Linked DNA regions of Hordeum vulgare: all the other regions are linked to region 1. A link is a contact called in public Hi-C data. All regions are on one chromosome and are shown on one strand. Each heading gives the region's core, a stretch centred on a gene start, on an enhancer-like site or on the middle of the called end of the contact. The rest is flanking DNA. Distances are from core to core; before and after follow the strand shown.

Region 1 (3,693 bases), core at 761-3,260:
TGATCTTAGAGGACATCATTGTATTAAAGATCCAAAAGAGAGAGAGAGAAGAAGCTATCTACCTACTACTATGTACCCATAGTTCCTCAAAAGGACTACTCACATATCATCATGGAGGCAACAAGGTTGACGAAGAGGCCTCCCGTGGTGGCTTCCCCCCGGCAAAGTTCTAGAACAAGGCTCCAGATGGGATCACTTCGGAACAGAGGCTTGCGGCGGTGATAAGTTTTCTCGTCTCTCTCCGTGAGGGTTTCGGGAATCATGTAATGAATAAGCGGAGGAATTAGGTCAAATGAAACAGCCAGAGTCCATGTCACTTGCCCTTGTGGCTGACTAATGGGTCCTCTCATGGTCACGCGAAGCTTCTAGGGTTTTTTTTGCCACGACTTCCACAAATGTGATTTCATAATGAAATTTTATGAGCACGTAGAATTTGTCAAAGTTTGCTAAAATTTCAGATTTCTTTTTTAAATTACAATATTTTTTCGAATTTACTGTTCACCCCGGCTCATTTGAGCTCGGATGAAAAACATCACGTCCTTCCTAGATATGATTTTTTCATAAAAAAATAAAACTGACTCTAGACACTAAATTAATAAGTTACTCCAAAATAATAATAATAAACAAAACATATAAAAGTGATAGTATAATAGCATTAAACAATTGAAAATTATAGATATGGCCAGATGCGAGAGAAAATTTACGGACCAACATTGAAGATGCCTTAACTAATCAGACCTCTAAATGTCCGCGAATACGTTGAGATACATTCGCAAATAGTGACCAATCACCCTTTAAATATCCGCTATCCATACAATTATATTTAACATAAAATTAGTTTGTTTTTTCATCGGCGCCTATCCTCCACATTCTTATTGTTCTCTTCCGTGCCCATGTCGTGAGACCCCAAAGTAAAGGTCGATCGTCGGTGAGAAAGAGTAGAACACGGGATACAAATAGACCCAAATGGGACACGAGGCACCGTTGTGTCCCATGCTATATTCTTCCTCGTCGAAGCCCGTGGCCTGGATGTCAAGTCGAGATCGATGATGGGCGTGGAAAGCCGGGGTGCTGGTCAACCGTTGTGGCTCCGCCTCGTCGACGGTGTGTGACCCCTCTTGCGCTGTGTCGACCTTAAGGGCCATCACGGCCTCCCGCCTATATGTATAAAATTAGTATGAGAGATGCAGCTGGATGGAGATTTTGTGACCGGTCACTCACAACACCGTCTTCAGATATACGAAGTGTTTGAGAAGTCTAGTTGTAGATGCTCTAAAGCATTGTTTGATTACATGGGCTAGACTAAAAAATCCCTTGTACCAAATAGGAATGACTTTTTTAAGGGACTAAAAAAGACTTTATTGAAAGATTTTTTTAATCCATAAGAATTAAAAAAACTCGATCCCTTGAGACAAACACGTCCTAAACCACACGCTGTTTCGTACTCCCTCCGTCCCAAAATAAGTATCTCAACTTTATACTAGCTCTAATACAAAGTTGTACTAAGCTTGAGACACTTATTTTAGGACAGAGGGAGTATATAAACTCGGAGTACGCTGCCCGAACACGTGGGTAAGTGAACCTGCTGCAGTCAAGATGTTTTTCAGTCTCTCCATCTCACGGTTACACACGTGGCCCCACCTCATCAATTCAACACGCCATTGTCACTTTCTTCAGCTTGTGGCGAGCCGCATCAAATCAAATCAAAGAACCACACAGACACAGCCCCTCTCCAAGATGGACCCGACTCATTCTTCTCCCCTAGTCCTCCAAGATACGGAGTAGTATATTTTCGATGTGCCCGGTCCGGTCCGGTCCCGTCCGGTCCCGTCCACACGCGAGGCCGAGCGAGGCTCAGGCCACTCCGGCAGGCACCCGCCGCGTCGAGCTCACCCGGATCGGCGAACCCAACAAACCAAAGCCAACGCGGCCACGTGGTCAACACTTGGCGTTTGACCGGGTCCCTCCTTCCCCTCCTCTTCCTCCCTTCCCACCGCGGAAGCACAAGTCAAATAATCACTCGCGACCCAAACCCTCACAGTCCGACGCCGCCATTTCCCACCCTCCTCCTCCTCCTCCCAGCCGCCGCCCGCCGCCCGCCGTCCAAGGCTGCGCTCGTGCTCGGGAACCCTCGCGTCCGCCGACGACTCGCTGGTGCCAGGCGCTTGAGCGGTGGGCTGGAGCTGCTCGCCCGCCTGCGCGCGCTGCGGCCTGCGGGGGTGGCGGTAAATTCTTCTGCGCTCTCGCCTCGTCTCCGCTCCGAGTTGCCCGGGGCTGTTCCCCTGGTCTCGACGGCGGATTCGGCAGCGGCTGATCAGGTCAGTCTGCTACTCTGCTTGGTTCGGTTGGGTGCTCTGGTCTTTTTCTCCGGAGAAGGATTGGGCGTTTTGATCCTGCTTCACGGGCTTAGGCCTGCTCTTCACCAAGGGGTTAGTGGACGTTCCAGGGTCCTGATTCTCTCGCTGATCGGTTGATCAGACGGAGATTTGGGAGGAATTCGTGGCACGAAGTTCCAGTGTCGTCCTCGTCCCGTCCATAACAAGAGACTGGAATCGGCTTCGATTTTTGCTCGTACGACTATTATCAGCTGATAAAAATTCTACTACTAGTTTCGTGCCCTGCCCTGCGCGATAGCCTATGATCGTCACAACGTTCTGCCGGTTTTGACGGGTTTTGGATGAGGCTGTTGATGAATGTTGTGCAGCTCAAATGTGGTTTCCTGTGTGAACACGGATGCTGCTGGGTGCGGGTGGAGTCGTGGACCTTTTGGCGATCTATTGCGTGTGGCGGTGTGAGATGGATTAGTTTAACCGGTAGCAGAGACACTTAGACTATAAAATCAGCTTTGCCGAGACAAACACACCGCCATTTTCCCCTAGATTAGTTGGAAGTCCTAGCAGCTAAATCATCCACGAGGTAATGCCTGCCCAAGTGTGACATCCCGCTGAATGTGTTTTTTAAATAATGTTGATACCTATGGCAGGGAGCTCTGCCCATTTATTAAAGTTATAGCAGCCGTCGCAGGTGGAGAAACTGAGATACTCGACCACACTTTTAAAATGTACTATTATGTCATAGTGGACCTAATCTAATTTGTATAGTTGCTCTAAGCTTAAACTAGTTGCTTTCAGCTGCTGATGTAGGAGATACCGAGATAGGTATGTTTCTCTGATGAGAACTCCATGCATGTTCTGAGCTTGAGCCGGTTACCCAGGAGCACATCAACAATTTTGATCTTCCATGCAAAAGAGAATAGTTTAATTACAAGGAAGTAGTGTCTGATTTAGCTGCTAGTTGCAAGTGTGGTCAATGCAGTGACAGTTGTTCCTTGTGAAAATAGGGTTTACACCATGCTGTGCAAGGCAGAAAGTGTGCATTTTTGTTTACAAACACACGCAGTCACAGTTTACACTAACATAATATTACTTCCTCCTCTTGTTGAAGAAATATAACTAAATGCCAATTAATCTAGCTGTTTGACTGAAAAGAACGGATTGGCCACAGCTTTTTTTTTCTTGAAAAAACACAAAAGGACGGGAGCTCTGCAATTCATGATAGAAGTAGAGTTGCCAAATTAATTAGGAAAATATTGGGCTCAAACCACCTAGCTAACCTAGGTTTTGAGACCCACCGACTGACAACTCAATGCAAGCGATGGTTCACAGTAATTGGTTGGCAGCGTGGAATAGCTCA
Region 2 (3,693 bases), core at 736-3,235, 950 kb after region 1:
ACACTTCTGTACTTGTTGTGAAATTCATTGTGACATAGTAGTTATATCTTATATGTATTGTTTATCAAATTTAATTGCATGCTTACTTGCATGTTTACTTCCTTTGTGCAGGTGAGTGCTTGGTTGCGCAACTCTGTGAATCCTATCGATGGGAATGCAAAGAAGGCAGAATACTACTGGAAGGAGGTTGCTGATACATTCAACAGCACAACTGAGAGTGACCGAAAGCGGGACGTCAAGCACCTCAAGAACCATTGGTACAAAACAACAAAGAAGGTAACCTCTTTCAACGGCTGCTATAACCAGATGAGAGACACCTATGCGAGTGGCCGGTGTGATCAACAATTGATGCAGCAAGCTCTAGACCTGTACCACAGCCGCAATGGACACCAGTTCACATATGTGCATTGGTGGGAAGCTGTGAAAGACAGCCAGAAGTGGAAGATTCATGTATACACAGAAGGAGATGGAACAAAGAGGTCAGCGCCAACACCAACTGAGAATGCTCAGCGTCCCCCAGGAACAAAGAGGGCGAAGAAAGCTACAGGAAAAGAGAAGGAAGCCCCTAGTGAGATGAATGACATGAAAGAACAGATTGAGGCCTTCCTACAAGCACAAGCTAATACTAAGGTCCAGACGAATGAGATGATGGAATTGCAGAGTCGTTTATCTGCTCAGAAGGTAGAAGCTAACCGACTTGCATATGAGGCAGCAAAGGAGAGGACTGTGGCAAAGTTAGCTGAGGAAAGAACCAAGTTGTTTGATAAGTTTACACAAATGTTGAGTGCCGACACTACAACAATGGAGCCATGGGCAAAGGAGATGCATGTGAGGGCTGTCACGAGATTGGGGGATCAACTTTTCAAGGAGGGATAGAAGGTATGTAGTCCAACTTGTTCGTCTCTCCTTTGTTTAGATGTTGTGTGTGTTTCGTAAGCTGATTGAAACCTGCTCAACTTATCTGCTAACGTTGGTAGTTAATTGAAGCCAAACCTGAACTTGAGTGCAAAGGTTGGATGATAAACCTGTTTTGTCTTTGTTTTTGTAAGTGCAAACCTGAACTTGAGTGCTAAAGTTGGATGCTAAACCTGATTGAACTGCTTGCGTGTCGGCCATTTGGAGATAAACTAACCATTGATATTCATTTGCCTTTCAAACCAAACTATTATGGATGCTCTGTAGATATGCGCCATGCTAGAAATTGTTGATATTCATTTGAAGTTACTACATTTTGAACTAAACTGTAGATATGTATGTCCTTGACTAAAACCAAACTGTAGATATGTATTTCCTCTGTTCTCCACATAGTTTGTGCCATGCTAGTTCTAAATATACTCTAACATGTGTCTTCCTTGTTATGGATGTTCTGTAGATATGTGTGCAGCAAAGGGGAGCTTCATGTGCAAGGAAGCATAGAAGATGTGAGACTGTTTTGTTTTGAACGAGAAGGGCCAACGGATACACCAACAAATTCAGTTTGAACTTTGAATAAATATGATATACGTGTTTACAAATCTTCTCTTGTGCTTGGAAACCTTTAGATTGTTCTATTATTGTGAGATTTTTTGTGTCATGGTCAAGAAATACTTGTTGTTATATTTTGGATATAAAAAATTGCTGGTAATAATGTTCTATTGTTGTGGGATGTTCTCTGTCATGGTCAAAACATAATTGTTGATATCGTTTGGATATCAAAATTGTTGTTTTTTTGTTTGGGGATCAAGTTTTTTTATGACTTTCAATGTGTAAGCTTGTTGATATTGTTGATTCAAAAGGTTGATGGTAAAGTTTAAATGTACTGAAGGTTGCATGTGTTGAAATGTAGCTGTAAAAGAAAAAGTGTGATCATGTCATTAAAGGGAGTAGCTTCCATTGGGTGATTGTGACATAGACTAGTAGCTTCATTTCAGTTTATCTATGTGGATGGCTGGGGCAGCACCAAGGTGGCCTCCATTGTACATGCCCTTAGAGCTCCCCTAAGCACTTGCGTGAGCAGATCTGCCTTGTCGCGGCGTGATCGAAACGCAACGTCGCGCACACAATTATCACTGCCGCTTGCTCCATGCATGCAGAGGCAGCGTGCCTCTCTCGGCGTTCGTTTGTCCGTTAACGCAACGCTCAGACAAAAACAACACCGATTTTCCTTCATCAGATTCATTCAGACACAAAGATTGTGAGAGGTGTAGCACTGTACCACTACCATTAGTCGAGTAGCGCCACCAACCTACGCACTGTTAAAAATGAACATTAACCGCGGATTAATTCCCCGTCTCCAAGAGGGGTCGGGCCCACGCGTCGGCCCCTCAGATGGCCGCCTGGGCCCGGCCTGTCAGGAAAATTACCGTGGCAGGTTATATATACGCGCGGCTTTACCCGGACGTCCCTGTCTCGGCATTTCCCTTCTCACCAACTCCACACCCGCAGCCAAGTACAGTGACCAGTGTACTGCCCGCTCCCTCCCTCCCTCCTGGCCCTGCCGACCTTGGATGCGCCATGGCGTCCGCCGTCGCCAGCAGCATGCCCGCCGCGGCCCCCGCCGCCGTCTCCTACGGCTGGCTCGGCCCGCGCCTCTCCTTCAGCCGGGAGGCACCTTTGGCCGTGGCGGCGGATCACGGCAAGGCCTTGTCGCTGGAGAAGCCGGATCAGCCTGCCCCGGCCGCGGCGTCCAAGGAGTTCATCGACTTCGAGTTCAGCTTCGGCGGGTCGGCGACCATGCTCCCCGCCGACGAGCTGTTCGCGGACGGGAAGCTGCTGCCGCTCCGGCCGCCGCAGCCCGCGTCCGTGGCGGCGCCGGAGGCTGAGCGGGAGCGGGAGAGTGTGCTGGCGGAGATCCCGGCGACGCCTGAGCTGGTGAAGACCCACCGCCCTTCCGTGGCCGAGCCGTTCGACCCCTACGTGTTCTCCCCCAAGGCGCCGACGTGCTCGAGCCGCTGGCGGGAGCTGCTCCGGCTGAGGAAGGTCCAGACCCCGCAGAAGCCGTCTGCGTCGCCGTCGCCTCCGCAGTCTCCTTCGCCGGTGCCTGCGACTCCGTCAAGGGCGTCTAGCTCGTCGGCGGCCAGGTCCCTCAAGCTGCTCCTCCTCCAGCGGAACGGCGGCCGCGCGTCGGACCTCTCCGTGGCGCCGCTCCTCCGCGACAGCTCCGACTCGGAGGCGTCCCTCTCCCTCGCCTCCTCCCGCTTCTCCATGTCGTCGTCGTCCTCCTCCTCCGCCCACGACCACGACGACTTCCCGCGCCACTCCATCGACTCGGTCGACCTCACCCCGAAGCCAAGAATCCGGCTCGTCCGCTCCCAACCCCAGCGCCATTGCCACCCGCCCGCCTCCGCGCCACCCCAGCGCCATTACCACCCTCCCGCCTCCGCCCCGCCGCGCGCCGCCCACAGCCCTGCCCGTCGCCGCGCCGCCACCCCGCCGCCGCCGTCCGTGGCCTCGGTGGACTCCCCGCGCATGAACTCCTCCGGCAAGATCGTGTTCCAGGGGCTCGAGCGCAGCTCCAGCTCCCCCGCCGGCAGCGTCCACTCCAGCCTCCGGTCCCGCTCGCGCGTGATGGACCGGTCATACTCCACGCCGGTGGTGCTCAACGTGCCCGTCTGCTCGCGGCCGTCGTTCGGGTTCTTCAAGGACAAGAAGGAGACGGCAGCCAAGGACGCCGCCGCGCGGCTGCGGTCGTCGCTCGGCCGGAAGGCCGCCCAT
Region 3 (3,693 bases), core at 820-3,319, 580 kb after region 1:
AAGGTACAAAACAAGAGTGCTCGTATAGCAAAAAACAAGAAGGCCTATGGTTTGTAGAACATGTCGTGTATATTTTATGGTTTAGACAATATTTATGGTTTAGAAGACGAGACTCCACCACCATTACCATTTATCAAACGCACAAACATCACCACTAAAGACATTTAGGGGAAGAGCTATTAGCATGCACAATACGATGTATACCAAACCGCGCACAACCTAGTAATTCGCCACAGCTGGTGCGACGAGGCGATGCCGAGCTGCGCCTGCGGCATATGGACGTGGGGTGGGTGGGACATCGAACCCTAGCATGCGGTTGGAGGAGGATATGACCAGATGGGTAGGTTGTCCAAACATAGTCGTGTGAGAGAAGGAATCCCGCAGGGGCCGACGGGGCTGGACGCAAGGGCCGAGAGCGGGGCTGGATGCAGGGCCCGGCTGTGGGGCTGGGCGTAGGGGCTGGCGGCGCGGCTGACCGACGACGGGGATGGGCGACGAAGAAGGTAGGGACATCCTGCAGAGGAGAATGTGGGGCGGACGGTGTCATCCACGACCAGGAACGCGGCCACAACAATCACGAGGATCGGAGCGGCGGCGACGACGAATTTTCTGGGAGCGAGGAGTAAAACGAGATCGGGAGCAAGGGGAGGGGCAGTTGGCGGAGTGAGGTGTGGAGTGTATGTTGTGGGGTGTTTTTTTCATTGTTGTTTTCTTTTCCTAGTAGAGAACGTGGGGAGCGCACAACAGGTACGATCGTGCGAGGGAGTCGGAGCGGTATCGATCCTGAGATGGTGGGAGTTGGTCGAACCATCACAACGACGATAGATTTCACTTTAATAGTAGAGATGAACAGTTTTAAAAAATTAAAAAGAAACAAAAAATGACAAATGAAAATAAAAGAATAGAAAAAAATAGTGATAAAAGGACCGATTCGACAATGGGCTGTCCCAACCGCGAAGTGGAGTAGAAGAAAAAAAATAAATAAATGGGCAGAAGCATTAGGTTGTCCTAATTGATTAGTGTGGTTCTTCTTAGACCAAGAGTTCTTGAGTTTGATTTACGTCATTTGCACTATTTTATAAATTTTAATAAAAAGTGAATATGATGCCTCATATATGTCACATATATAGATGTATATACGATTTAATGAAATTATCATACTATCCTTATATGGTTTGTGGAAAAGGTGTACTCAAACAGACCTCATAAAGGCATGTATAATGATGGCATATGAATATAGATGTCCCATGATAAAAAGTAGATTCAGGCATTTATATTAATTTTTTCTCTCCAATGCAAATTACCATTAGGGTGTCTCGTCAAAAAATAAAAAATAAAAACTCTAATACACATGCATCTATACCTTTCACTCTGTCAGCTCTTTATCCCAGACCATACATTTTCTCTTCAAGTACCCGACTCCTGCATAGGATCCCGCTTCCTTATTCAAACCTACCTTTTCTGGCATTCGATCTTACATGATATACAGGGCATCACCTTGAAGCTATGCATTGTACATGCCCTAAGAACACACGCTGAGATACACAGGGTGAATATCTAGTGTTACGAGGGAACACCTCACATTAGGTGCTCCCATTTTCAAAATATGTATTTAAATCACCTTGAAGCTATGTATTGTACATGCCCTAAGAACACACGCTGAGATACACAGGGTGAATATCTAGTGTTACGAGGGAACACCTCACATTAGGTGCTCCCATTTTCAAAATATGTATTTAAATCACCTTGAAGCTATGTATTGTACATGTCCTAAGAACACACGCTGAGATACACAGGGTGAATATCTAGTGTTACGAGGGAACACCTCACATTAGGTGCTCCCATTTTCAAAATATCTATTTAAATATCTCATAAAATTCCCAAAAAATTATGGATGTTCACATCACATGAACGTACAATCTTTAAAAATTTAAATCAAAATTCAAAATACATAATGGAAATAAAAAAGACAAATCCAGCATGGATTTTTGGAAGAAAATCCCCTAACATTTCCGAAATAACGCTTTGACATGTTGCCCATTCGACATAGATCGACGGTCGAGGTCGCGCAGGCGCATCTAATGCGAGGTGCTCCCGTACACACGGCAACTGACTTTTACTAGGAGATTATCCGTACACACAGCAACTGACTTTCGCCGTGGGCATCCGCTGCGGAGGCGGAGGTGTGGCCGCAGCGGCAGCCGAACGCGGTGGTCTTCGAGCTCGGGTCAGCGGCGGAGTCCGGCACCGCCGTGACGGCGGAATATATCAGTGAGAAACGAGCTCTGGGCCTACGAATTGGTCCGGGGGGGCTTGCCTGAAAAAGGAGCTACTGATAACTAACCAGGGGCTTCAGTAGTTCAGTTAATAATACTCGAGTGTCCTTCCCACTTTCGCTCCGCTCGGACGAGCGCCGCCCGCCATGGACAGTTCCTCCCCGCTCTTCCCCCGCTTCCAATCTCGTCGCGTTAATCACCTTCCAATTCCATCAACACGGGAAATCGGAGGCTTTCACACCCCTGCTCCAGATTATTTCGACTTGGATCCCCATTTTTCCAGACACGGAGTTCGAGTTCTTAGTTTCCACGCGAAATACCCAGCGCCATCTCCTCGCCGGCTCTGCAGCCTCGTCAGAGTAGCCGATGGAGATAGATCTGACCCGGGACGGCCGCGACGGCGACGCGGAGAGGAGTGCCGCCCCGCAGAGTGACCGCGCCGTCCGTGTGGAGGTCGTCGCCCAGGAGGGCAACGGCGCCGGTGGCATGGTGGCCACTGCGGAGGGCAGCGACTGCGCTGCCCTGGAGACGGTCGGCGTTGGCGCCGAGGATGTCTGGATCTGCCACCAGGTGAGAGCTCCCCTCCTCCCTTTGCCATTTTTTCCTGAGAGAATTCAGGAGACGCCAGGCCGACTCACGAGGCGATACCCAATCGCAAACCCTAGCTACACTCTTGGACCTTCGACTCACTCCTCGCCGCCGTCCCCGTATTGCTGCTCTGGATGCCTCGTGGTGGTCAATGGCGGCGGTGGGTTGGCTAGGCGCTTCTCGGCAGGGCTGCAGCGGCGACGGGTGGCTCCACCGGTGGTGGGAGCAGCCAGCGTGCGTTGCGCCGGGCGCCCACCGAAAATGGCGGGCCTTGGCGTTCCAGACTTCCAGCTGTGCGCTGGCAATGCAACTCTGATATGGCCGTGCGCAGTTCTGCAGTTCTGCTGGTGGCCCCTGCCATGGCAGCACCTGTGCCGCTTGGCAGCTTAGGGGTGACTTCTCAGGCGGCTTGTCTCCCCGCCGTGGGCATGGTGAGAGTGTGGCCTTGACGTGCTGCCGACGGGTGTCCTGGTGAGGCTAGAGGTCTGAATGGAAGCGGTTGGCATGGGAGCTCGAGGCGAGGATGAACGGTGCTTGGTTGTGGTGATGAGGTCCCTTGGTCCGGGCGATAGCCCTGCCTTTCAGGGTTGGCGACGCTGATGTCTGAGGGCCTTGTCTTTTTTCCTTTGAGGCGTCGGCGTGGAGTTTCAGCGCCTCTCCCACACCGGGGTTTCGTGTTCCTGGTAAAAACCTCAGATTTGGCTTGCTGGATCGGGCACCATCGCCGTCTATATTTCTTGGAGATCTCGTTTTGGAGCCTTGACTCTCTGGTTTGGGACCGGATGGATCTCGGTGTTGGGTGCAGCTTTAGGAGGTAGGCCTGTGGGTT

Evidence for each region. A called contact is a pair of places that touch in the nucleus more often than the background predicts.
Region 2: a Hi-C map of seedling shows a contact between it and region 1, with 5 times the contacts expected there. The contact joins the promoter of LOC123401842 here to the promoter of LOC123403726 in region 1. A contact is called at or near these places in 2 of 6 Hi-C or Micro-C datasets (leaf and seedling).
Region 3: a contact with region 1 is called in a Hi-C map of seedling, with 3 times the contacts expected there. The contact joins the promoter of LOC123401451 here to the promoter of LOC123403726 in region 1. A contact is called at or near these places in 3 of 6 Hi-C or Micro-C datasets (leaf and seedling) and 1 of 1 datasets of contacts at active chromatin or transcription factors (embryo).

Annotation. Positions count from the first base shown.
Region 1 is chr6H:102,125,074-102,128,766 of MorexV3_pseudomolecules_assembly, forward strand. LOC123403726 (cold-responsive protein kinase 1-like) reads left to right here and starts at 2,011. Exons shown (of 7, transcript XM_045097640.1): 1 at 2,011-2,318.
Region 2 is chr6H:103,076,255-103,079,947 of MorexV3_pseudomolecules_assembly, forward strand. LOC123401842 (proline-rich protein 36-like) reads left to right here and starts at 1,986. Exons shown (of 1, transcript XM_045095697.1): 1 at 1,986-3,693. The coding sequence starts at 2,308.
Region 3 is chr6H:102,708,075-102,711,767 of MorexV3_pseudomolecules_assembly, forward strand. It overlaps LOC123401451, which reads left to right and starts at 2,070. Exons shown (of 8, transcript XM_045095269.1): 1 at 2,070-3,693.